Linked DNA regions of Mus musculus: regions 1, 2 and 4 are each linked to region 3. Evidence: chromatin contacts called from public HiChIP or PLAC-seq, Micro-C and promoter capture Hi-C data. All regions are on one chromosome and are shown on one strand. The core of a region is the stretch at or near the end of the contact, and the rest is flanking DNA. Distances in the headings are between cores, read along the strand shown. Region 1 holds the start of Pitpnc1 (phosphatidylinositol transfer protein, cytoplasmic 1). Region 2 holds the start of Helz (helicase with zinc finger domain). Region 3 holds the start of Prkca (protein kinase C, alpha). Region 4 holds the start of Cacng4 (calcium channel, voltage-dependent, gamma subunit 4).

What was found. Promoter capture Hi-C pulls out the DNA fragments that hold promoters and counts their contacts. A called contact is a pair of places that touch in the nucleus more often than the background predicts. HiChIP or PLAC-seq counts read pairs in DNA pulled down with a chosen protein or histone mark.
Region 1: a contact with region 3 is called in an H3K4me3 HiChIP or PLAC-seq map of embryonic forebrain, with 2.9 times the contacts expected there. The contact joins the promoter of Pitpnc1 here to the promoter of Prkca in region 3. A contact is called at or near these places in 3 of 39 promoter capture datasets (the C10 cell line, hippocampal neurons and pre-B cells) and 1 of 115 datasets of contacts at active chromatin or transcription factors (embryonic forebrain).
Region 2: a promoter capture Hi-C map of liver shows a contact between it and region 3, with 2.3 times the contacts expected there. The contact joins the promoter of Helz here to the promoter of Prkca in region 3. A contact is called at or near these places in 8 of 39 promoter capture datasets (the 3T3-L1 cell line, the C10 cell line, the HPC-7 cell line and 5 more), 1 of 484 Hi-C or Micro-C datasets (embryonic stem cells) and 2 of 115 datasets of contacts at active chromatin or transcription factors (astrocytes and embryonic forebrain).
Region 4: a contact with region 3 is called in a Micro-C map of embryonic stem cells, with 3 times the contacts expected there. The contact joins the promoter of Cacng4 here to the promoter of Prkca in region 3. A contact is called at or near these places in 7 of 39 promoter capture datasets (cranial neural crest, embryonic stem cells, hippocampal neurons and 2 more), 4 of 484 Hi-C or Micro-C datasets (all in embryonic stem cells), 2 of 115 datasets of contacts at active chromatin or transcription factors (astrocytes and embryonic stem cells) and 1 of 9 other capture datasets (embryonic stem cells).

What each region holds. Positions count from the first base shown.
Region 1 is chr11:107,466,383-107,471,985 of GRCm38.p6, reverse strand. It overlaps Pitpnc1 (phosphatidylinositol transfer protein, cytoplasmic 1), which reads left to right and starts at 1,266. Exons shown (of 9, transcript NM_001359616.1): 1 at 1,266-2,095. The coding sequence starts at 2,048.
Region 2 is chr11:107,544,550-107,550,621 of GRCm38.p6, reverse strand. Helz (helicase with zinc finger domain) reads right to left here and starts at 2,689. Exons shown (of 33, transcript NM_001368755.1): 1 at 2,641-2,689; 2 at 1,221-1,276. Gm39426 (a long non-coding RNA gene) reads left to right here and starts at 2,628. Exons shown (of 3, transcript XR_003949607.1): 1 at 2,628-2,701; 2 at 3,599-3,840; 3 at 3,955-5,230.
Region 3 is chr11:108,341,616-108,347,554 of GRCm38.p6, reverse strand. Prkca (protein kinase C, alpha) reads left to right here and starts at 3,667. Exons shown (of 17, transcript NM_011101.3): 1 at 3,667-4,060. The coding sequence starts at 3,888.
Region 4 is chr11:107,792,326-107,797,608 of GRCm38.p6, reverse strand. Cacng4 (calcium channel, voltage-dependent, gamma subunit 4) reads left to right here and starts at 2,903. Exons shown (of 4, transcript NM_019431.4): 1 at 2,903-3,364. The coding sequence starts at 3,145. It overlaps Gm11650 (predicted gene 11650), which reads right to left and starts at 3,737. Exons shown (of 2, transcript NR_165828.1): 1 at 3,644-3,737; 2 at 1,756-2,671.

The DNA of each region.
Region 1 (5,603 bases), core at 17-2,516, 870 kb after region 3:
TTACCAGAATATAAGCTATGTTTAGGGTGTCATTTTCCTAGCAGGCTGGATCATGTTCCCTGAGCTCTAAACTTGGGTCATCTGGACAACATTAGCCAGAGCCCACCCTCATTATGTTGATTAGTGACTTATTGAGCATCATTTTAACATACTATACCATTGAGGCCTGCAGAGTCTGCATTGCCCAATGCAAGCTCTATGGGTGAATGTGGGTCTCCAGAACTCACAAATGCACACACACACACACACACACACACACGTTTGTGTGAACATATGCATCTATGTTTGAGAGCCAGTGATGTTTACACATTATCCTCCTATAGGCAGTGGATGCACTTTTTTCCTCCATTTTTAGGAAAACAAGCTAAAAAAAAAAAAAAAAAAAAAAAAAAACAAACCAAAACCGAATGCCAGACAAATGAAAACCAGACTTCAGCAGTTACATGCTGCTTCCTGAGTAACTAAAGAATGTGCTTCTTGTGGTTAAAATGAGAGATCTGTTTAATATGGATGAAATACCAACACCCCGGGCATTTTTATTGACATTTCACTGTGACTTTTTGAACTTAGGAGTGCTGACACGAAAACCTATTCTTTCTGCTCTGGGAAGCCTGCAGTTGGGATTGCAGAGAGCCAGGGAGAAAGAGGTAGCAGGCAATGCTTCTCTCTCTCTCTCTCTCTCTCTCTCTCTCTCTCTGTGTGTGTGTGTGTGTGTGTGTGTGGTTGCGAGCGCGCACGCATTTTTACTCTGTTTTCACCAACACTGCTGCAGAACTCCGCCTTGAGAGCATGTTAGAAAAACCCATTCTAAAACCATCATTTCTCTTGCTCCGGCCTTGCTTACTCCATCAGAGAGAAAAAAATGTTCGCTGTGAGCATTTGTAAACACGCCCCCAGCCCCAAAGTCAAGGGGCACTAGTGCACTTTGGAAACGGTTTCCAAAGCGACTAAGTAGAGAGCCCTATGGCACCCAGGTTACATTTGAAAACAGATCCAACGTTGTAAGAGTCCAGGATAGCTTCTTTGCGATTCTCTGTTCTCTTTGCGTTAGCTGTTCTAGGTTCTGGGACAGCCCTGGCGTCTGGCAGCAGACGGGAGAGACATGCTGTTTTGTTTAAATCCTCCACATTCTTTGCCATTTCCCCATTGGCCGGATGGGGCTACCCTCCCCGCCGCGGCCGCTGCTGATGTCAGCCTCGTCGCTCTCGCTCCTCCCGCACCCACCTCCCTGCCCCAGGCACACTGCAGCTCGGCGCGGACTCTCCAGTCGCGGCGAGGTGGCTGCAAACTCACGGGCACGCACGGCGCTCTCAGAGCCGAGGGACTCGGGGGAGGGGACGCGCGCAAGCCGCTGGCAGCCAACCGCCTAGGTTGAAGACACCCGGGGCCCAGAGCAGGGCAGAGCCTTGGCGGCTGCGGCTTCCCTTTTCTCTCTCAGCTGAGCTCCGGAGAGACTCGGGGACTGGCCCTAAAAAAGAGCAGGAAATCTTGTTTACCGCCCGGGGAGAGGAGCCCATCGAGCCTTTGTTTGGAAAGTCAGCATCGCCTGCTCCCGCGGCAATGTGTTCCTGGTGACATTAACCCACGGTAGACGGGTAGGAGAAAAAGGGGGCTCGCCAGGTTCAGCTCTGCTTTCGGAGGAGGATCCAGAGGAGACTTTTGTGCGTTTGTTTGAATTTGTGGAAATCCCTTTTCCTCCTCCTTTTGCCTCTCTTGCCCGCCGCCGGGCATGTCCTGATCTGGTGGCCGCGCCTACCAGCCCGGGGCTGCTGATCCGAGCTGTCTCCCGCGGGTCTCCCTCCCTCAGTGCCTGACTTTGCAATACCGAGAGGGCTGATCTCTGCGAGGAAGGAGGCGGGGGAGTCACAGACACCGGGACCCGAAGCTTGACATGCTCCGGGGCGGACCGGAGGCAGTTAGGAGCTGAGCGCACCACCGGGGCTGCTTCGCTTGCCGGTTCCCAGCGTCTTTGCCCTCCTCTGGGCTCCAGCCTTGCTCATCTGTTGGGACGCCCCCTTCTTTCCCGAGGTCTGCGGCCGGCAGGAACATGCTGCTCAAGGAGTACCGAATCTGCATGCCGCTCACCGTGGACGAGGTAGGCACCGCGCCCGGCCTCGCCCGCTCCGGGTCCCCAGCCGCCACCACTCGGCCGGCGGGTCCACTGCGTGCGGCGGGGAAACCCTGGCGCCCAAACCTGGAGGCTGGAGGGGGAGGAGGCAGGGGATTCGCTGTTCCCACTCGTCACCCCAGCAGAGGAAAGGCGGCGTGGGGGTGGGGCGGGGGAGTCCAGGTGAGCTCTTCGGGGACATCTAGAATCAGATTCCTGGGGACCACAATGCGTCACAGGGAGCTGTTGCGCCCCCTCCCTCCAATTAAGCAAATGCACAGAGTATAAGAGCCCAAGCATGCTCTGCAGCCGGAGTATCGGGGTAACCGGCCGTGGTGGTAGCCACTGTCCCCATGTCCTCTTTACAAGGTGGGCTTGCAGGGACAAATTCCGCGCGGGTGGGATCTGCAGACCAGAGTCCCGCCTTGGGGGCATGTGGGAGGCCTGGAGAGGGTCCGTTTAGAACCCGACTTCTTGTCGCCTCCGGTCTAGGCGCTGGCTCCTGCCCAGCCGAGCATCCAGGCTCCCTCCGCGATCTGGATTGTCCTTTGCTGACCGCCTGGCTCGGAAACTTTCTGCGTGTCTCGTTCCTTCCGCGGCGGGGAGCGTGGTCTTAGGAAGAGCCCCAGTGGTGGGGCCTGCGGCGCGGCCACCGGAGGGCGCTCCAGGCCGTCAGGCCGGGCCCTCCTGGCTCTGAGTATCGGGGCTGCAGGGTGGGGGGCTCCCCGCTCAAGGGCTCGGCCTCCACGCGCAGGTCAGCTTGCATTCTTCCGATTCCTTCTCCGCCCCCCGTCCCCCCTATCCGCGAGCTCCGCCATTGAGGAAACAGTGACTCAGTGAGGGTCACTCCGGCCCGGGCTTCCTTTTCGTTCCCCTTTCTCCCCACCTCTTTGGATATTTCATAAGTGCTTTGCGTCTGTCCAGGGACACACAGCCAGAACATGAAGCCAATCAAGGCAATTTGGGAAAGACTCCTGTGGTTTGATGTGGCAACAAATGAAATCAGCGATCCACGACGTATTTGTATTTAAAACCGGTGCATTTAATCTATCAGACATGTGATCTACTCACTACTTTGTGAAAGGGGCCTTGTGCTTTTGTGTTACTCAGACTATGTCTGGCTCCCTGCCCCCCCCCCCACCTCCCAGGGTGGTGGTGGTGGGGGCAATCTTCCTTCTGCATCTGGCGCCAGTGTTAAGGTGAGACCCTAGGACAATCCAAGGTAGGATCAAAGTAGCCTGAAGTTTACAAAACACTTGACACTCTACACTGGCTGCCAAAGACCGAGAGGGATAGCTTAGCCATGCCCCTCTCCCCACCCCCAGCCTTATCAACGAGCGTTTCTGGGGTGGCAGCATTTTGAACTAGGTCTTAAATGGTAGTTAGGTGCCTTATCAATGGGGAAGCAGCATACAGCTTTGTGGAGAATGAAGAAAGGCAAATGAATGGGATTGGACGTGCACACACACACCCCTCCCTGGTGCTGGTGTTTTGTGGACATGCTGTCTTCGCACCTCTGGGACTGCTGAGCAGGACCAGGGCAACCTGGAGGTGTCCGTATGCTTCCACTTCATTTCCTGCTTTGACTGTGGTTAATAGATAGGACTGTGCCATCCTAGGGCGCCAATGGGACTCAGTCAAATATTGAGGCAGGTTCTTTCTATGTAGTCCTGGCTGTCCTACAACTCACTATCTAGCCCGGACTGGCTTCGAACTCACAGAGATCTGTCTGCTGAGTTTAAGTGTATGTCACCGGGCTCAGCCATTCTTCCATGCTAACATCTGTTCATTATCCTGGTTGGTTTCCTTCAGATACTTTGTTAAGCACAGGGCAGCATCTCCCCCCCCTCCCCCCCCCCCCCGCATTTGTTTAAGTATTCAGTGTAATAACTGCATTTGAATGGTTTAGGTGGATGGTTTTTCCTTTCTATTCTCTTTTCCCTCTCTCTCTCTCTCTCTCTCTCTCTCTCTCTCTCCCTCCCTCCCTCCCTCCCTCCCTCCCTTCCTCCCTTCCTCCCTCCCTCTCTCTCTCTCTTACTTTCTCTCTCTCTTTCTTTCTTTCTTTCTTTCTTTCTTTCTTTCTTTCTTTCTTTCTTTCTTTCTTTCTCTTTCTTTCTACAGGGTTTCTCTGTAGCCTTGACTGACCTCAAACTCAGAGATCCACCTGACTCTGCTGCCTCTCACGTGCTGGGATCAAAGGAGTGTGCTGCCACCCCTGTCTAGAATGACTTTTCTTAATCGGCCAAGGAAGCCAGGCTCTACCTATAGGATAATTATAAATCCTGCACGTGAAACCTGTTTAGACTAAAGTAAGTGCGATTCCATTTCTATGAGGTCATATTCTGATGTTTAACTTTTATTTTTATTTATTTTTTTATTATGTACTCTTTGTGGTTCTGGGGGTTGAACGTGGCCTTGAGCAGGGGAAACAACTTTCTGCCTCTGAGCTACATCCTCAGCCTGAGGTCTTATTGTGAAATTGTTCTCTGCTTTGTCAGTTTAGATTGGAGGTCTCAGATAGAAAAAAATTCTATCTGAATTTTTAAACTGTAGCTTACCCCAGAGCTTCTCCCATCCCATGGTGGTGCCCTGCTAGCTGGCCTTAATACTCAGTGCTGGGGAGTAACTAAAGTGTTTGGTAGCAGAAGGTGGTTCCTGCAGATTAAGTGGTCTCTGGTAGCTCAACATTGGCTTCAGCTTCTGGCTCCCTTTGGACTTGGTGTAACCTGTGTGGACCTTCTGGTGCTTGCTTCTGATTAACTTTGCACGTTAATTAGCACTCACTGGATTTTGCCAAGGAAGTAAATGCCCGAGTTTTGGGGAGTCCATGTCTGGTCTCTGTGTCTTTCCCTTCTCCCCTGACTCTACATGGCCTCTGGTCTCTAGTCTCTGGGGTGTAATGGCTGCTCCACTGATAAATACTAATAATCCCAGCGCTTGGGAGGTGGAGGCTGGAGAGATTTTAGAAACTTTAAGGTCATCCTCAGCTATAAAGTAAGTTTGAAGTCAGTCATGAAACTTTTTTGGTTGCTCTCCCCTCCCCCACAAAACAAGGTTAAATGCTGTATTCCAGGCTGCGCAACTAGTTAATAGCCAAGCCAGGAGGAGCGTGCTGGTAATGCTTTTGTTTGTTTTTCCTTTCCCTGAGCTCCACAGTGTTTGATCCAGGAAAAGGAAAATCATTTCTTGAAAGCAGATACAGTCAGCACTGTCATCGAAATAAAAAAAAAAAAAAAAAAAACCAGGGTCCCTTGAATTGTTGCAGATAGCATTGACTTCTACTGTCTCTCTCTCTCATAAAATGTTCCCCAGTTCCAGGAAAGAGAACAGCTCCGCGAGACGGAGCAAATAGAGTGGAGCTTCTCTCTAGAGCAGGGTGTTAATGGTATGCTTGTAGGTGCTTCAGTGGAAGAAAGCTTGCAGAGCAAGATTGAAGCCCTGGGTTTGCAACACAACACACACACACACACACACACACACACACACACACGGTTCG
Region 2 (6,072 bases), core at 1,440-3,939, 800 kb after region 3:
TGGCTCAGTGGGTAAGAGTACCAACTGCTCTTCCGAAGGTCCTGAGTTCAAATCCCAGCAACCACATGGTGGCTCACAACCATCCATAATGAGATCTGCCTCCCTCTTCTGGAGTGTCTGAAGACAGCTACAGTGTACAGTGTATATAATAAATAATTTTTTTTTTAAAAATGTCCTTTAGCGGGGCAGTGGTGGCGCACGCCTTTAGTCCTAGCACTTGGGAGGTAGAGCAGGCAGAGTTCTGAGTTCTCCAGGCCAGCCTGGTCTACAGAGTGAGTTCCAGGACAACCAGGGCTACACAGAGAAACCCTGTCTCAAAAAAACAAAAAAAACAAAACAAAACAAAACAAAAAGAGTCCTTTAAATCCAAGGCATTACACCAGACATAACTTTAATCACAGCAATCAGGAGTTCAAGGTCAGCCTTGCCTACTTAGCCAGCCAAAGAAACTATAGTGATTCCCTTCCTGCGCCCCCCACTCTATCTCTCTCAGGCACACACACAGATCCAACGTATTACATGGGATAAATAAAACAATAAATTTACACACCATATATGATCAGAAGTGATGACTGAGTCGTCAAACCCCCTGAGCAACACAGAACTTAACACTATCATTTTTGTTCTAAAGTACTATCAGGCATTTACTATTCGGCTTTGGAAAAATAGAAGGGACTAAGGATATGGCTCAATGGTTCTGCACTTTTCCTAGGATGTGTGAGGCCATTAGGTCTTAAACATACCAGCACCACAAAACCAAAAACTAAGAAAAATAAAAATAGAAGCGATTGCTTGCTGAAAAATATTATTCATGATGGAAAAGGATATACTTCATAAACATCCCAGAAAGTGTGGGTGTGCAGACTTCATCTAGCCAATTTCTTATACTCAGTGTAGGGCAAGCAATGGACGTGAAAACAGATTAAATCCAGACCATCCCATTAAAGTTAGCCAAGGAAATGAGAAGAGGCAAACTATAATTACTCCTGGAAAAGACATTGATCAAGTATATAGCCACAGCTAACATTTAGCTCTAGAAAAGCTTCAGTACGTATGAATAAGTGGGAGCCACTAAAAAGGATGGTATGTCTTTCCTAAATCTCGCCTTGCCTGTATCCCAGTCGGCTGACTGATCTATTTGGAAAGTAGCTTTCCCTGACCCTTGAGTTGGATACAAGAAAGAGGGGAAACAGGGTGTAGTTTTTGAACTTCAGTCTCACCTTGCACATCTCACCGGCTCTGTAGTTCATTAGTGATCAATTACTTCATCCAGTTCCTGGAGCAAACAGAAAAAGAAGATGGTATGCAACACCAGTTGGAGCTGTTACCAGTTACAAGCATTTTATAGTCCTTTAGTAAAAGAATATGGATACACTTCAAGTGGAAAAAGTTATTTAAAAAAAAAAAAAAAAAAGATACAGGATGAAGCTTTGGAGGGGAAAAAAATTTGCTTCTTTTACCTAAAATTGAAAATATTTTCTTTCAGCAACAGATTAGAAAATAGTCTTCAACCTTAAACATAATAAACTCATCTATTCTACACTGATTAGTCTTACTTTCAAAAATAAAAGAAGGGAGAAAAAAATCAAGGAGGGGGGGAAAAAAGCTATTCATATGAGTGAAGAGAGCAAAATCAAGAACAAACTAGGCCAGATAACGTCTCCCTCTTCCCCCGGCTGCTCCCGGCATCCACTATCTCTGAAGTTACACTTCTGATTATCCTAATGGCTTGTCTAAAAAGTGTAACTTTGCAAGGGAGAAAGGATGCCAATTTCGGAGCTCAACAAAAAAAAAAAAAAAAAAAAAAAAAAACAAGGTTCCCAACCCAAAAGGAATCTGAAGGCTCTGGCTTCCAGCCCTGTCTGTGAGGACCCTCAGCAAAGGCCAGGGGGCAGAAGACTCAACTCATTTTGGGGAGAGAAATCACAGTTCCTACTTAGGACTATGTGTCCGAGCCCTTGAGGGTAAAGAGAGAGAAGGAAAGAAAGGGGCCTTTGGAGACACCTCCAGGAAGAGACTGTGCATTTGTTTTTGTAGATGTGCTCACGGGCCACGCATGTCCCAGGAGGGGGGCGGGGAGAGGGGGACCACAGTGAATCTTGAGCAGAGCCCTCTGCTGGGGAGGGGCGCCCCCTGACCCACTTTCGTGCTGTCCCCTGCCCTGGGGTCGCCGCCCCACCCTGGGTGGAAATGCTAACCCGGAGGGCTGCACCGCGCGCGGCGTGGGAGGCCGCCCGCTCCCCACCCTAAGCCGCGACCCTGGGGCGCGGGGCGTGCGGGGACCCCAGGGTCGGCCCGTGCCGGAGCAGCCTCGCGCGGGCTCCCGGGTCCCCCCGAACCTCGGGCGTGTGCAAGGACCCTCGGGCCACCGCCTGGGTCCCTGGCACCTCAGCCCCCCAGCGGAGGGAAAAGGAGATTGAGGAGGGGAAGAAACAGTAAACAGCTCCAGCGTCCGGGCCTCGCCTCTGAGAGAGCCCCGCTCCCCAGGCCCTGCCGGCGGCCGGCGGGATCCCCCGCTGTCCCCGGGGCCGCGCTGTCCCGGACCCGGAGCACCCGAGGAGAGTCCGGGCCTCTCCCCGGATGGCTCTGGAGGCTCCTGAAGCGACCCGGGCAGCGGAGAACGGGGAAGTCAGGACTTACCTGTCATTACTTTCTACGCCATCTTGGATCCACTTGTCAACGTCCCCACAAAGCATTATGGGTAAGAAAGAGCCTTTAAAGTGACTCCCCCCCCCCCTCGGCCCCCGACTCCCGCCTCCCGCCGCCGGCGCCGCCCCCTCCGGCTGCACCTCCCTCCGGAAAGTTGGCCCCAGAGGCCCGCCCGGCCCCCTTCAGCGCCTGCGAGACTTCTCAAGGAACACCCCTACTCACACACCCAGTTTTCCAACTGTGCCTTTGGGGTGCTCTCTCTTCCCCCCACCCCCGTCCCTATCTCCCCCATTCCTTACGCGAGCTGCTGTCTGCCCCGCCGCGATCCTGCCCTAGTAGCCAGATACCCTACTCCTGCATTCAATCAACACGGCGTGTCCCGGACGCGGGTGGTGTGTGAGCCGGCTAGCGGATGCATAGATGTATGCAGGGATGCATGAGCGCATGAATGCGCACGCCTGCGAGCGGTTCCCCCAGCTCCAGGTCCTTGCTACCGCTCGCGCTTCCCGCCCCGGGGCATCCGCCAGGCATGTCGCACTCGCGCGCGGGGACAGTGTCGGTATCCTAAGAAGCCACTCTGGGGCCCTAGGATCCCAGGAACTCGGTGAAACGCCGAGTCAATCCGCCCGCAAAGCTGCAATTGGGATCTGGGAAGGTTAAGCTAAATGCAACTTTTACCCCAGTTTACTCGCGCGGTCCCCTCCTCTTGGCCGGTAATGTGATCTGCGACCCTCTAGGTCGGAGGACCCCCTCCCCTAGGAATGTGGCTTTAGAATTCAGCCGGGTTAGAGTCCAAATTGTGGACTGTGACTTCCCCATGCAGGTAACTCAAGAGAACCCGGCTGCAGAGTCCGGGTGGGGCGTGGATGCGCGCCTGGGCCGGGAGGGGGTCCCCCGGGTGGGTTGGGGGGTAGTGCCTACCGCGTTTCAACTGTCCTGTTCCCACAAGGCGGCGACCCCAGGCGGCGGGACAAGGTAGAGGGCGGGCGCCACGCTGGCTCTGGGCAGAGAGAGGAGGGGGATGTCCAGAGTGGCTTGGAGGCGACCAGGACGCAGGAAGTAGGAGGCGACCGTGCGCCGGCAACAGACCTTTGCGAGCATCCCGCGGGCATCTGCTTTCTGGTTGCAAGACAAGCCCAGCGCTTTCCCCGCCCCTCCCGCGTTGCTTCAGGCGAGCAACACCTAGCTCAGGTGACCACCCCTTTTGCTCCATGAAGTACCAGCTCCTTGCAGCCCTAGTCCTGCCAGAAATGTAGGTCTGTTCATTAACTCCCCACCCCCACCCTATACATTCTCTTCCTCCAGTGTCAGCACTGCTGAGTTTGAGGACCTCTAGATGCTCGCCTCCCCGGAGCAAGATTTGTGTCCAAAAGAAAATGCTCCGAGACTTCCGGGTAGATCCTGTTGTTTAGCTTTAGCGAGGGTTTAATCCCCAGTAATAAATAAATCTCCAATATACCAAAGCTTGCTGTTAAATGGTTCTGTAAATTCAAAGATCCTGAGGCAACAGGCACTATCGCGCAAACACACTCTTTTCGGTGCAAAGGGTCTTAGATCTACCTTTTTTAGTCACCTCTGGATCCCACCAGAGCAGTCTTTAGCTACCTGGGTGATTGCTGACAACCTCTGCCCGCAGGGAGCCAAAAGCTCCACCATTCTATTGTCTCAGCCTGAAGAGAAGGGTGAGGTGCGGACTCATTAAGGGATTGGCCCCGGGGTCACTCTTGAGGGAGGGAGCAGGTGAGTCATTCCAACGGACTAGGAAGAGGTTTTCCAGGGAGGAACCTCCCCTGAGTCACCGCTTTTCAGAGCTTCTGAGAAGCTTCAGTTGAGTTGGAGACAAGAGCTCTGGGCACCTCTAGGGTGGTCAGGGTGTCCACTACCTGTCCCTTGGCTCTCCCTGCTAAGGAAGGCGCCCACGTCTTGTTTCCAGGGTACCCTAGCTGCTCCTCCTCCAGTTCCTGCATTTCTTTAGCCACTAGGATGCACTAATGTGATGATTGGCAACTTCAAGTGGGCGATCTGAGCTTCCTTGTAAGTAAGTAATCAACCGAAGCACACGGGCTATGCCTGCCAAGCTGCCTCTTTGCTAGGTAGCCTTTCTTTGCTTTAGAAAAGCTTTGGCCCAAAGACAGGTTCCATTTATGTCACTGCCTCTGGTGTGTGTTCTGGCAGGTTCTTGTCCCAGATGCCACCTGTTACCTGTGCTGAAAGAACCTCCTCCAGGAGGTTCTCCCGCTCCGGGCCTGCCCTTCCATTCTGACCAACTCAGATAGACAGTTGTAGTTCACATTTGTGAAATACAAATCTTACTTACGCCTTCACATCACAATTGAGATGAGCCTAAGTTCCCAGCCATAGCCTACAAGATCAATATGAGATTGCCCTTCCTCCATAATGAGTCCAGTGTGGCCTCTCTCTTCCCTACATCACCCCACGATCTTTCCCTGAGAAAAATATTTCCCTTGATCTGCCAGTCATCAGCTCATCATCCAGGTCTCTGTTTGTGTCACTCCTCCAGAAGGACATCTACCATCCCCTTAAATGAAACAGGCCGCCGGGCTTGGTGGCACATGCCTTTAGTCTCAGCACTCGGGAAGCAGAGGCAGGAGGATTTCTGAGTTGGAGGCCAGTCTGGTCTACAAAGTGAGTTCCAGGACAGCCAGGACTATACAGGGAAACCCTGTCTCGAAAAACCAAAAAAAGAAAGGAAGGAAGGAAGGAAGGAAGGAAGGAAGGAAGGAAGGAAGGAAGGAAGAACAGGCCATTTGATTCTGCTACCATTATTAGAAATCCTCTTATCAATTTGTCTTATTGTCTGCCCCACTCCCATAGATGCTTAGCAGATGTTTTCTGGCAAACTTTTATCAGTGCAAGAGGGTAAGGAGAAGGTACTGATGGCTGAAGTGGACTGACCATCTTTTCAGATGGCTCTGATCACATTCAGCTAGGGACAATTCAGCTGCTGTTAACTTGGCTCTGTTCTGCTTCTGAGCTGATAGACACCAGCAGCCCTGATTCCCTCTTCCTTCCCCATCTTCTCTCTCCCCCATCACCCATGACCATACCTTCTTAGTTTGAAGACTGCCAGGACTTGGTCTCTAGGCCTCTGTTCTTCAGGTATACTGTCTAGTCACCTCTTTCCTGGATTTAAGTGTTCATGTCAAATGGGGATTCCTGAGTGTCTTGTACTGTTTTCGTGCTTTGCGCCTGAGTGTGAAACTTCCTTGTATCTCTCATAGACACTTCAAACCTAATGTTCTTATAACAGGAAGGCCACAAGCTTGCTATGTAGCCAATAATAACCCTGACTCCTGACCTTTCTGCCTCTGCCTCCCAAGTGGTGAGATTACAAGTAGTCCCCTGACTACATACAGTTCAGTTGGGGTTTTTTTGTTGTTGGTTTGGTTTGGTTTTGGTTTT
Region 3 (5,939 bases), core at 2,418-4,917:
TCCGTCCAGGGTGAGGAGCACACGGGACGCCTCTCAGACTGGATGAGGGGGTAGACTGGAGGGACGAATGGGAAGGCGCTTTGGCCTTCAGCTTGAGCCAAAGGGTGATGGTGATACAGAATGTCTCTGTGGGACAGAGGTTGCTGAGAGAGGTGAAGGCTTGCTTTTAAAAGACAGACCCAAAGGTCCTTTCAGGTCACATGCCATAAACTGGAATTAAGTAGAGTGTTACTGGGATCTCCACTAAACTCCACAGTATCTTTCTGTGAGTTACAAAAAAAAAAAAAAAAAAAAAAAATGGCACTCCTTCTGAGAAGACAGAGGTCTATGCCTTGTTGAGGAGTACGTGACCTGGATTTTAGCTGCTTCCCATTCTACTGTGTCTGGAAGGCCTGGCACTCATCTCTGCTGGGGACTTCTATTCACCAGCTCTCAAAGCTTGTCTGACAATGGCCCCTGCCCTTATAGTCCCCTTGTCATTTGGACCCTAGTCTATTTATTACCAGACTTCCTAGTCACTGTAAATCTAATTATCTGCCGGATTATAGTCTAATTTGCCATCTTACCTTTCCCCATGCTTTCTACATAGTAAGTTGAAAAAGCCCAAATAATGACAGGATTTTTCAATACTTAAGCAGTTCGTACTGCCCAGTTTGAAAAATGGCTCATGTGGAATTCAGAGCAGGTGGCTTCACAGAACAAATTGTATCCTGCACGTCAAGACGACCAACATTAAGTAAACCATTCTCGTTTGAAAACATTAATTCAAGACCCTGACTTTGACCCTGGCACCAAGCTCCTATGTCACCATAGCGTAGATGACACCTCTCCAAGGAGTGCTGACTTTACTCTTCAACATCAGGGTAGACATGGATGCTGCATTCCACCCATTATCTTCAGTTCTTTTCTGGTACCTTCTCTAGGAAACAACATATTAAAGACAATCACCAGCACTGAGCACTGTCCCCTCAGGAGGTCACTTCCTTAGTCTTCTCCATTGGTGGCTAGCGTGAGGGAATGGGGACCAACCATTCCTATCCATGCTAGAGGCGCAGCTGTATTGCTCAGTAACTGACAATTCTCCACTCTGGGTGCACCACTCACTCTGGGCTGAGCGAGCTTAAATGAAGGCAGTTGATGCAATCACACTCAGCCCAGCTAGCAATCAATGGGCTTTCAGTTAGCCATTTCTCTTCATGCTCACAGGACAGAAGCTAGCAAGTAGAGCCACAACCGGAAAGGAAAGAGACATGGCCTCCCTCCTATCTACGCACAGTCAAAAGCAATCACTTCTCTCCCCACCCCACCCCCACAGAAGATGCCAGGCTGATGCCCAGCCTGCCTGGCTCTTATTTATATTCAAGAATGCACAAGGCAACCCCACCCTCCATTTCTCTCCGCTTCACCCTCAGTGAGCCAGGGAAATAGAAGCTTGTCTTTATTAAATATTTGAGGAAGACCCCTGTCCCAGATAAACACGGCTGAGTGAAGGGTTGTGGCTTCATTCCACCATGCCCCATTTCAAGCACAATTATCAACTAAACATGGATGGTTTGAGACACCCATAATGTGTTTTTTTTTGTTTTTTTTTTTGTTTTTGTTTTTTTATTTTACAATTTGATCCATTTTCCTAGTGTGCTTTGTTCTTCATTTTTCTCCTGCCTCTTCCCTGCTCGCCTCCTTGGCCTGGAAGTGCTTAAATTCACTTTCCACAGAATATCACCAAGCACCAGCAGTACTGGCTGCGCTGTGTAGCCCTATCAACTTGACACAAGCTGACACCAGTTGAGAAAATACCTCCATAAGATTGGACTGTAGGCAAGCTTGTAGTGCATTTTCCTAGTGACTGATGGAGGAGGGCCCAGTCCATTGTGAGTGGTGTTATTCCTGGGCCCATGATCCTGGCTGAGTAAACCAGTAAGTAGCAATCTTCCATGGCCTCTGCAATCAGCTCCTGCCCTCAGGTTCTCTCCTGGCTTGGCTTCTCTCAGTGGGCTGTGATTCAGGATATGTAAGCCAAATAAACCCTTTCCTGTTCAAGTTGCCATTGGTCATGGTGTTTCATCACAGCAGTAGTAACCCTAAGACACTTGCTCACCAGATTGTAAATGGGTCAGTGAAGAGCCTGGTCTACTGATGGCTATTCAGTTGCCTGCACTTGTTTAAATGTAAAAGCTATCTTTTCGTCAAGAGTCACAATTAGGCAATCTTGGAAAAGGATAGTCCTTCGTGGCTTATGGGATATGCTGTGAGCTAGTATTTCAGGCGATTTCCCTCTTTTAAAGTCTGCACTTGAGATCTTACATTCCTGATCCTCTTGGGATCACTGGCTGGTGTTACCATGTCCAAGTTCAAGTATGCACATTGTCTTAATGGATTTGTATTCTACAATAAACGAAGCTGATGCGATGGCTCATCTCTGTAATTCCAGCACTCAGGAGCTGTGACAGGAGTATTACCTCGAGTTTGGGACCACCCTAGGCCGATTGGGACAATGAACTTCTTGTTGGTAGAGGGTTGCTCTGTCCCAGGTTTAGAATCCTCCAGGCAGACCTAATAAATATTCAGCAGGCGCTCGGACAGCCCAGCCCCAAGTGCGCCCTTTGCATACATATCCATTCCAGCTACCCCTTCACAAGCAGTTTTACTTGGTAATTTACAAATGTTCTGGCTGAACTCTACACCTGCCAGTATTTCAGCAATTAGCTTAGGATGCAAAATGATTTCTAAGTTAAGGTTCTGGACATGTAAAATCAAGAGAGCCCGATCATCTTCGGGCACCACAGCTCTGATAGCCAACGAATAACATCACAAACCAGGGCAAGCCCTTTGGCATCTTACCGGGTTATTACGACTGTCATACAAATCTATATAATAAGCAGGTGAACTGCAGGTCAAAGATCGAAGGGATGTAAGAGAGCCGGCAATCAGTTATTCAAAACCGCTCCCTTTTACCGACTCGGAACTGAGCGAGGGTTAGGGTTTGGGCATTTTAGTGGCATAAACGACTAGAATGACATTTTGGTCAGGTGAAAGGTTAAACGGGAAAGAGGCTGATAAAAAGCCAGCAAACCCCCCACCCCCAAATGCCTGTGGGTCCAGGTAGCTAGACAAGGAGCTACCTCTGTACCTGCTAAGGTGGCATGGGGGTGGGGGTGGGGAGCGCTCCGTGCCGGGTTCCTTCGGGGCACAACTTCCATCCCAGAAAGAGGAAAGCATGAGCAGAGAAGCGTGAGTGGGTGGAGGAAGGTGGGGAGAGGAGGAGGCCCGGCACCACGAGCGGAAGGAGAGGAGGAGAAAAAAGAGGGAGGAGGAAGCAGAGGAAAAGGGAGGAAAAAGAAGCGGGCGGCGGAGGAGAAGGACCCGCCCCTCCCGGCTTCTTCCTGGGCTGGGCATCTCCAGGGCCTCTCCCCGACCGCCGCCCTCGGCAGTTGGCGGGGCTCACAGGGGCCCCCCAGTCTGCGTGTCCAGCTCTGTGCAGCGGAGCGCAGAGGCCCAAGGCTCGCCCGGCGCGCGTCCCCGTCCCGCGCGCTCCTACTCCAGGCCGCGCGCGCGCGTGCACACATACACACGCTAGCTCTCCGGGCATGCGCAGTGGGCGGCGCCGCTCCGGGCCGCCTCTTGCCGCCGCGAGTAGGAAGCGCGAGCGCCGGGCGCCGGGCTGTCAGTGAGCGTGGGGCCAGCCAGCGAGCCAGAGAGCCGGAGAGAGCCAGAGAGAGCGGCTCGGCTCCCAGCTCCGAGTAGCGCAGCGCCCGCCCGGCTCTCCCGGGCCACCGCCGCCACCACCGCACCTCATCAGCACCGCCACCTCGGCCGCCGCCCCCGCCCACCCCGGCCCTCCCCGGCTGCTGCTCCCCGGCGGAGGCAAGAGGTGGTTGGGGGGAACCATGGCTGACGTTTACCCGGCCAACGACTCCACGGCGTCTCAGGACGTGGCCAACCGCTTCGCCCGCAAAGGGGCGCTGAGGCAGAAGAACGTGCATGAGGTGAAAGACCACAAATTCATCGCCCGCTTCTTCAAGCAACCCACCTTCTGCAGCCACTGCACCGACTTCATCTGGTAGGTGCGCGCGGCAGCCCTGGGGACCCAAGAGCCACCTTTGCCCCGGGGCTCAGGTCTGCTTGTCCCCGGGACTTAAGCTCGGGGACGTCTCTGAGCCCCGGCGCGTCCTTACTCTCAGGGCCAGGACTCCTCCGAGAACTTAGAGTGCCTGGCCGGAGTCCGAACTCTCGCCAGGAGTGACAGGCGCGCACCCACGCGGGACACTCCCTGGAAAGTGGCCCGGCGCTGCCACGCATGCCCTGGTGCCCTGAAGGGACGCTTGGCTCTGCACGGGGTGACTCGGATGAGGGGGAAGGTCCCCTCGCCTCTCCTAGGGCGCACAGGTCTTCCCTGTCACCAAGCGGAGCGGTCAATGGGCCTGATGGGAGCGAAGGGACAGGAAAGAGAGATTGCTGGAGTCAAAGTGGCCCCAGGACGCGCAAGAAACACGCCCGGGAGTAGCGGGGAGCCGCGGCGCGCCGCTCCAAGTTGCTGGCGAGCCAGGCTGGGCGCGTTCCGGGGAGTGTTTGTGCCTCGCGTCGGGCTGGGACTCCGCTGGAACCTTGGGTCCCTGCCTACTGTAGGCTGTTTCTACTGGGCACGGAGACTTTGACTTTTCTGGCCGAGCCCAGAGTGGGGAGAGAGGGGAGGGAGAGAGATGGAAGGCAGCAAACTGTTGAAAGCTTGCCGTGGGGGAGGAGGGCTAACCCGGCAGGCAAATGGCAGAGGGCAGAGGGAGTCATTTAAAATAGACCCTGTCAACAGGAGATTAAACCTGTAACCCAGTTGATGAGGACAGAGGGCTTATTTAAGAAAAATACTGTAATGGCTAAAGGTGTCCGCGCTCAGGTGATTTCCACTGAACGCCAAGCGTTGGCAACTGAGGGGCTTGATAAAAAGAAGGGTTCAGGGATCTATCTCTCTGGAGCCTGTGAAATTAGGTAAAATTGGATTTATGCAGATTTATGTTTTTCTTTTTAAATTTTTTTTGTGAGAGAATTACAGCTTTCATCAGATTTACAAAATGTCAGTCCCCCCCACCCCCATCATATCTTAGAAATCGTCCCCCTCCCACGACTTTGAACACCAAGTGTCAGCTTTTCCTGGGGATACCCTGACTCTTTTGTCCATGTGTTTGGAGTAAGAAGTACCTTAGAAGCAAGAACTATGGCCAGGGCTCCTTAGCTCCCTCCTGGGCAGGGAGCTGCAAGGGGCGAAGCGCACCTAGACACCAAGCAGTCAGCCTTATACATAATGGGGTATCCTAGTGGCTATAGGACAGATGGTGCTGAATCCAGGCCACCCAGAGAAGAGAATTAAAAGGGGACCCCACCATCAGTGTGCCAATAAGATGCCCGATTTTTCCTTTCTTTTAAGAAATCATTCAGCATGGCACCTTGGTGAACAACACAACCACTTTACAGTCTCCATAGAGTAGTTAGCATCTGAAGCAATCAAGCTCAAGGAGTGGGTGACGGTAGATAAGGCTCCTTAAGATGAGTCTCTAGCACCGGGGTAAGGGAGGATATTGCATTTGGCAGGTTGCAGCCTCCCATGTTAACCGCGAGATTCTAGTCAAAAGGGACAGAGTGATAATTACTTCTACAGGAAGTAGATACATTAGAAAAACGACGTACATTTTTACCAAGCTCACTAATCAGTCTCCACTCTCACTGCCCAGAGACCCAGTCTCAGGCCAACTGATGAGATCCTCAGGGTACCGGCTTCACTGCGATGTGAAGAGAAAGGTTCCCTTTCCCTCCTGCTCTGAATAGCTCCACACAAGCACAAGAGCCTCATTTAATCTGAAAGCAGTCAGTTGGATGGCCAGGCAACCCCACCAAGACCATCTTGCAGTGGATTTAATTTCTCTGGTTTCTTTCATTATGGCTTCTAT
Region 4 (5,283 bases), core at 1,654-4,153, 550 kb after region 3:
TGGAAGAAACACCAAGTGCCCTATCTCTCTAGAATAACGCTAGTCCACAATCTTCTCCCAAGCAAGGGTTGGATGCATCCTTCTCCCAGGTCTGGAAGCAACCCAGGGGACACTGCAAACTCTAGGGTCCCTAGGCAGCAAAACTCAGCCATTTAGAAGTCTTGAATCTAGCTGAGCAGAAATTTCCAGATTTCAATTGTGCTCACCCAGGCATGATGAACGGCCTCAGACAGCCCTGAGTTTGCTCCAGCTTCTTTGCCGGCGGTCAAGTCCTTATTTGACTCCACAGTCTACACCCACATAAGCTCAGGTCCAAGTGTGGCTGCAGGTTGGGTGATCACCAACAGATAGGCAAACCAGCAAGCCCCCATCAGGGTCCTCTCAAAAGAACAGGAAATAACAACAGTCTCCAGGAGCGGAGCTGCAATCTGACCTAGGGTGAAAGCTTCAGCAAGCTTCTCCACTTCAGCAAGCTTCTCCACTTCTTCTCTTCACCTTGACTCATATCCAGGTGTTTTGAGGTGTGGAGGGGCAATAGTGAGAACTCACAGAATGCCCTCTATGTGCCCAGAGTGCATCCTAATCTCTGTCTCCAAGAGAGAAGTGGCATTTGCCACTAATTCACAAATAACTGTCCAGCGCATGTGTGTCCAAGGCTGAGACCTGCAAAGCAAATCTGAAAGGCATACCAGAGAAGAATCTCCCTCCCAGGTAGTCATGGCTTGTCCAAATCAAGCTGTTCACTACCAAGGTGGTAATGATCTTAAGCCCAGGTCCCATCTCTAGATCTCTCCAAGACACTCCAAGCCCCTCTGTGGGTACAGTACAAAAGCTGGTCCAACTTGCTTCCTAGAGCTGAAGACGTCTGTCCTACCTCCTGTGTGACTCGGGGTTGCTTGCTTGGATATTATCTCACAGTTACCTAAGAAGGCATGAGGGGAAATCTACTCCCCACCCACCCCCTGGAAGATGAATTAGGTTACTGCATTGGTTTCTTCCAAGATCCTAGGAGAAAGCTCTAACTAGTGCAGGCCAGAGGATGTTTCTGTGTAACCCAGCACCTGGCTAACCCGGATGTGGGTTTTCACACCTTGCTTCATGGAACTCTGAGGAGCACAGAGGAGCTTCCAGCTGCGAGGTGTGGGGGGGTGGGGGGGGTGGGAAGGGGGGTGGGAGGGGGTCGGGGCGCGGCGTGTTCCACCTCATTTCCTCAGCAGTCAGGACACCAGGTTTGTTTGTGTTGGCCCACTGTTAAGGATTACCTCTGAAACAAAGACTGGCTGACTCCCCCCCCAAAAATCAAAAATCTCTCAGAGCACAGAACCTTGAGTTCATCTTGGAGGCTCCTGGAGACAGAGGTGAGCAGCCTTGCCCTGAAACAGGAGAAACCATCACATGCCTTCTGGTCCATTCAGCCGGATATCAGGCACCTGCTGGGTAGACAATACAGCCCTAGATGACAGTGATTTTTTTTAAGGGAAGAAAAGCAATAACTCTCGTCCTTTGAAACTTTGGAAAGCAGAACAGACACCCCCCAAAGGCAGAGGAAAAGGCCAGCAACGCTGATTGGGCTAGTCAGCCTGGCCCTCACATTTTATTATTCTGGTTTTTTTTTTCTATTTGTTTATATTCCCTTCTCCCAGCAAAAGATAATTTTTCCCAGGGCAAACATTTGCACATTGCTACCACACACGGCTATATACGAGGGGGGAGCTCACACTCTCCAGAGAGGAAGAACAGTGAGTGCTCTGAGGCTGGGGTCATTCATTTATTTTCTCTGAGGAAAGCTGGGAAAGTGGCCCGGGAGGTAAAATTGCAAGGGCAGCAGCTTTCCATGTGTCTCTTTCAATCCCAGGGGGTCAGAACAGCAGCCCACAGAACAACCCTCGAGGATGCAACAGGGACAAGGGTGTAAGAAATGGCCTGAGTTCCCCCCCCCCCCGTGGGTTTCAGGCCTCCTGCAGGGGAGGAGGGGAACTGGGTGGCAAGGAAGGAGCCTGGCTCCAAGGAGCTCGGAGTGTATCCAGCTTGGGACCCTGCCAGCACCAAAAGCAATTAAGGGAAGAGGCCAGAGGCCCCGAGGCAGAGTCTGACAAGGTTAAGGGGAGGTGAGGAAGAGCCGGTTAGGCTGAGGAAGAGCCAACCGGAGAAAAAGTAAAGGTTCAGAGAAGGACAGGGAGAAGAAACAGCTGGAGGCTACAATGTAGTTGCTGGTGTTCCTGCCTCTATCAGCAATGGACTATCAGAAGTGTGACTGTAGTGTGTCACATCCTCAGTCCCCCTTCGAAGAAGTCCAGAGCTCCCCAGTGCCTGCTAGAACCCCTTGGCTTGCTTCGGTTGAAATGGAGGTGATCTTCATCTGGCTTGGCCCATAAAGAATGTCTCCCGTCTGTGACCCACATCTGGGCCCTTTGGAAACGCGAGGAGTCTCACAGTACATCCCTGCCTAGACCTTCATAACCAGGTACAGCCATAAGGCCGTGGGGAAAGAAGGAAAGGGGACGCAATCTCCATCCCACAGAATGGGATACAGAATCCTGGGGACTAAGGAGATCCTGGCTGTCCCGGGTTGGAAAGAGAGGTGACTGGAGACGCAGCTTCCCCGGGGTCCTTCCAGGGAACCAATCTTTCTTTCCCTCGGCTTCCTTCGCTCTGATAATGTGAATGAAGCCTGGGAGAGAAAAGAGAGCGCGCGTGAGCGCAGGGAGGGGAGAGAGGGGAGGGAAAATCCCGGCCGTGGGAGAGCGAGCGCGGGGCCAGAGGCGGAGGGGCGGCGCCGAGAGAGCGCGCCGGGCGGCGGGCGGTGGGTGGAGGCGCGGAGGGCGCGGGCCAAGAGCGGAGGGGAGGGCGGGCCGAGAGGGAGGAGCCCCCGGCCGCCACCGCCGCCGCTGCCGCCGCCGCCAGCCCGCCCGGCGGCCCGCGTAGCCCGCGCAGCCCTCACTCGCCGCCGCGCCTCGGAGTTTGAGCCCCGCGCAGCCGGAGCGCAGGCACGCCCGGGGCGCGGGGTCGGAGCGCGCAGCGCGGCGCCGCCCCCCGGCCCTCGGCCCCCCAGCCCCTGGAGCCCCCGGAGCCGCGCGCCGAGGGAGGAGGGCGGGCGGGCGCGGCGGGCCGGGCCGGCGGGCGGCGGACTATGAGGCGCCCACCATGGTGCGATGCGACCGCGGGCTGCAGATGCTGCTGACCACGGCCGGAGCCTTCGCCGCCTTCTCGCTCATGGCCATCGCCATCGGCACCGACTACTGGCTGTACTCCAGCGCGCACATCTGCAACGGCACCAACCTGACCATGGACGACGGGCCCCCGCCCCGCCGCGCTCGCGGCGACCTCACCCATTCGGGACTGTGGCGGGTGTGTTGCATCGAAGGTAGGACCCCTACCCCCAACGCACACACATAACACGCACACATGCACACGCACACATTGCCCCGGGGAGTGGGCCGGGGGAGGGGTGGGCGCGGCGCTGGCTCCACGCGAGACACAAAGAACCTAAAGCTGGGAGGGTGGGTTCCCGAGTGGACACGGGCGCAGCAGCCTCGGGTCCCTCTAGGCTGGGGACCTCCCCAACACACCGATCCCACAAACTCTCGGCTCGCACGCGCACACCCCCTCGCGCACAGACACAATGAAACACACAGAAACTCACGCACGCGCGCGCAACCCGAGAGCGGAGCGATCCCCAGGGGCCTCGCCGGCGCCCCTGGGGGAGGTGGAGGCTGGCGTGGGGGCGGGAGGAGTCTAGGGTTGGGGGGAAAGCGGACGCGGGAGGAGGGGGAGGGGTTGCTTGGCAACCGGTGTCTGTGCGATTGCTATGGGAACTGGCCATCCTGGGGCGGGGCCGGCCGGGGGCGGGGAGCCCCGGGGCAGCTAGGCGCTCACTCCAAGCCCCCAACTGAGAGGGTAAGGGCGGGGTACAGGTTGGGCCCCAAGCGGTTCTGGGGGAGCCAGGTAGCTCCAGCCGGCCGGCCTTCTCTTGATCCCTGACACCACAGACTCACTCCTCTCTGCGCGATGGGTACAAGAGGGGAACCGCGCCGCGTCTCCCGTAACTGAGGCAGCAAGCCCTGGGTCACTGCCCCTCAGCACGAAGTCGGCAAGAGACCTCCGTAGGAACCAAACTGGGGAGAGGAGAGTCAACAGCGGACCAAGAGTGGGCTGGGAGGGGCGTGGTCGCTGTTAGGGCAGGGCGGGGCTCTGTGACCCCCCTAGTATACAGAGACTTGAGAGGTGTGCTTCGGTTGAAATGCATCTAGAGATAGGGATTGAGTCCCTTGGACTGTGGGGACAGCTTCTAGGAGCGCGAGGCAGAAACCTCCGACGCCGGAAATGCATTAGGCTTCTTAGCCCTCCTGGCGCCCTCATGCCCAACGGAAACTCGAACTAACAGGTGTCTACGGAGGGGCGGTCTGGTTCTGCCAGGTTGTAGTCAGATCGGCTGGTTGGTCTCTGACACTGGGGACAGATCAGGGGAACTGGCGATCATTGCTTTAATTTCTCAAAAATCCTTGCGTAGTGTTTCGACTTTCTTTCCGTCACCATTTCTCGTGTGCACTCCGCCCCTGGGAAATTGAGGAAATTCTTCCCTCCTCTCCTCCCTTCAGCTACTTAAGTGTGGTGGGATGCCACAGGAGGGCCAGCTCTTAGAAAGATAGCCCTTCCTGGACGCGTTTTGAATCATATGAAAGGAGGCATTGTGAGGTTTGACTTAGTGATACCCCCCCCCCCACTGTCCCCGCCAGACCCTGGGCTCCTGTCCATCTCTGTCCTCCAATTCCGAGTCCAGATCAGGACTGCTTCTGCACTTTGGAGTTTTATGCTAGCTCTGAGCGGTTTGTAGATGACAGAGTTGTGAGATCAATAGTTAAGGGGGAAAGAACGCCTCACAAAGGAAGTGGTGGGCCCACGATGACACCCCCCTTTTCTTCTGAAAAAAAAACATAATTTTTGGGCATGCAGTTGCTCAGATCGTGAACACCTACACTTCTCATCTGGAGAATGTACCCACGTCACTACCTGCCACCGCACCTGAGTTAGAGAGCAAGGGCTGCAGAGCTGTGTGAGTTCTGCCTCACAGGCTCCACTGGATGCCACCTCCCACCCCCATCCCAAGAAACCCACGGAGCTTGGACCTTCCCGTTTCCCAAGGGAAACTTGAGCGCAGGCAAGCCTGGCCTGCATGGTGACTCCAATGCCTTCTTTATTAATCCCTCATCCTAATTAGGATTGATGCTGCACTTAGCATCTTGCCAGCTGCCTCGAGCCGTTTGAACTCACTGTTCATCAAGA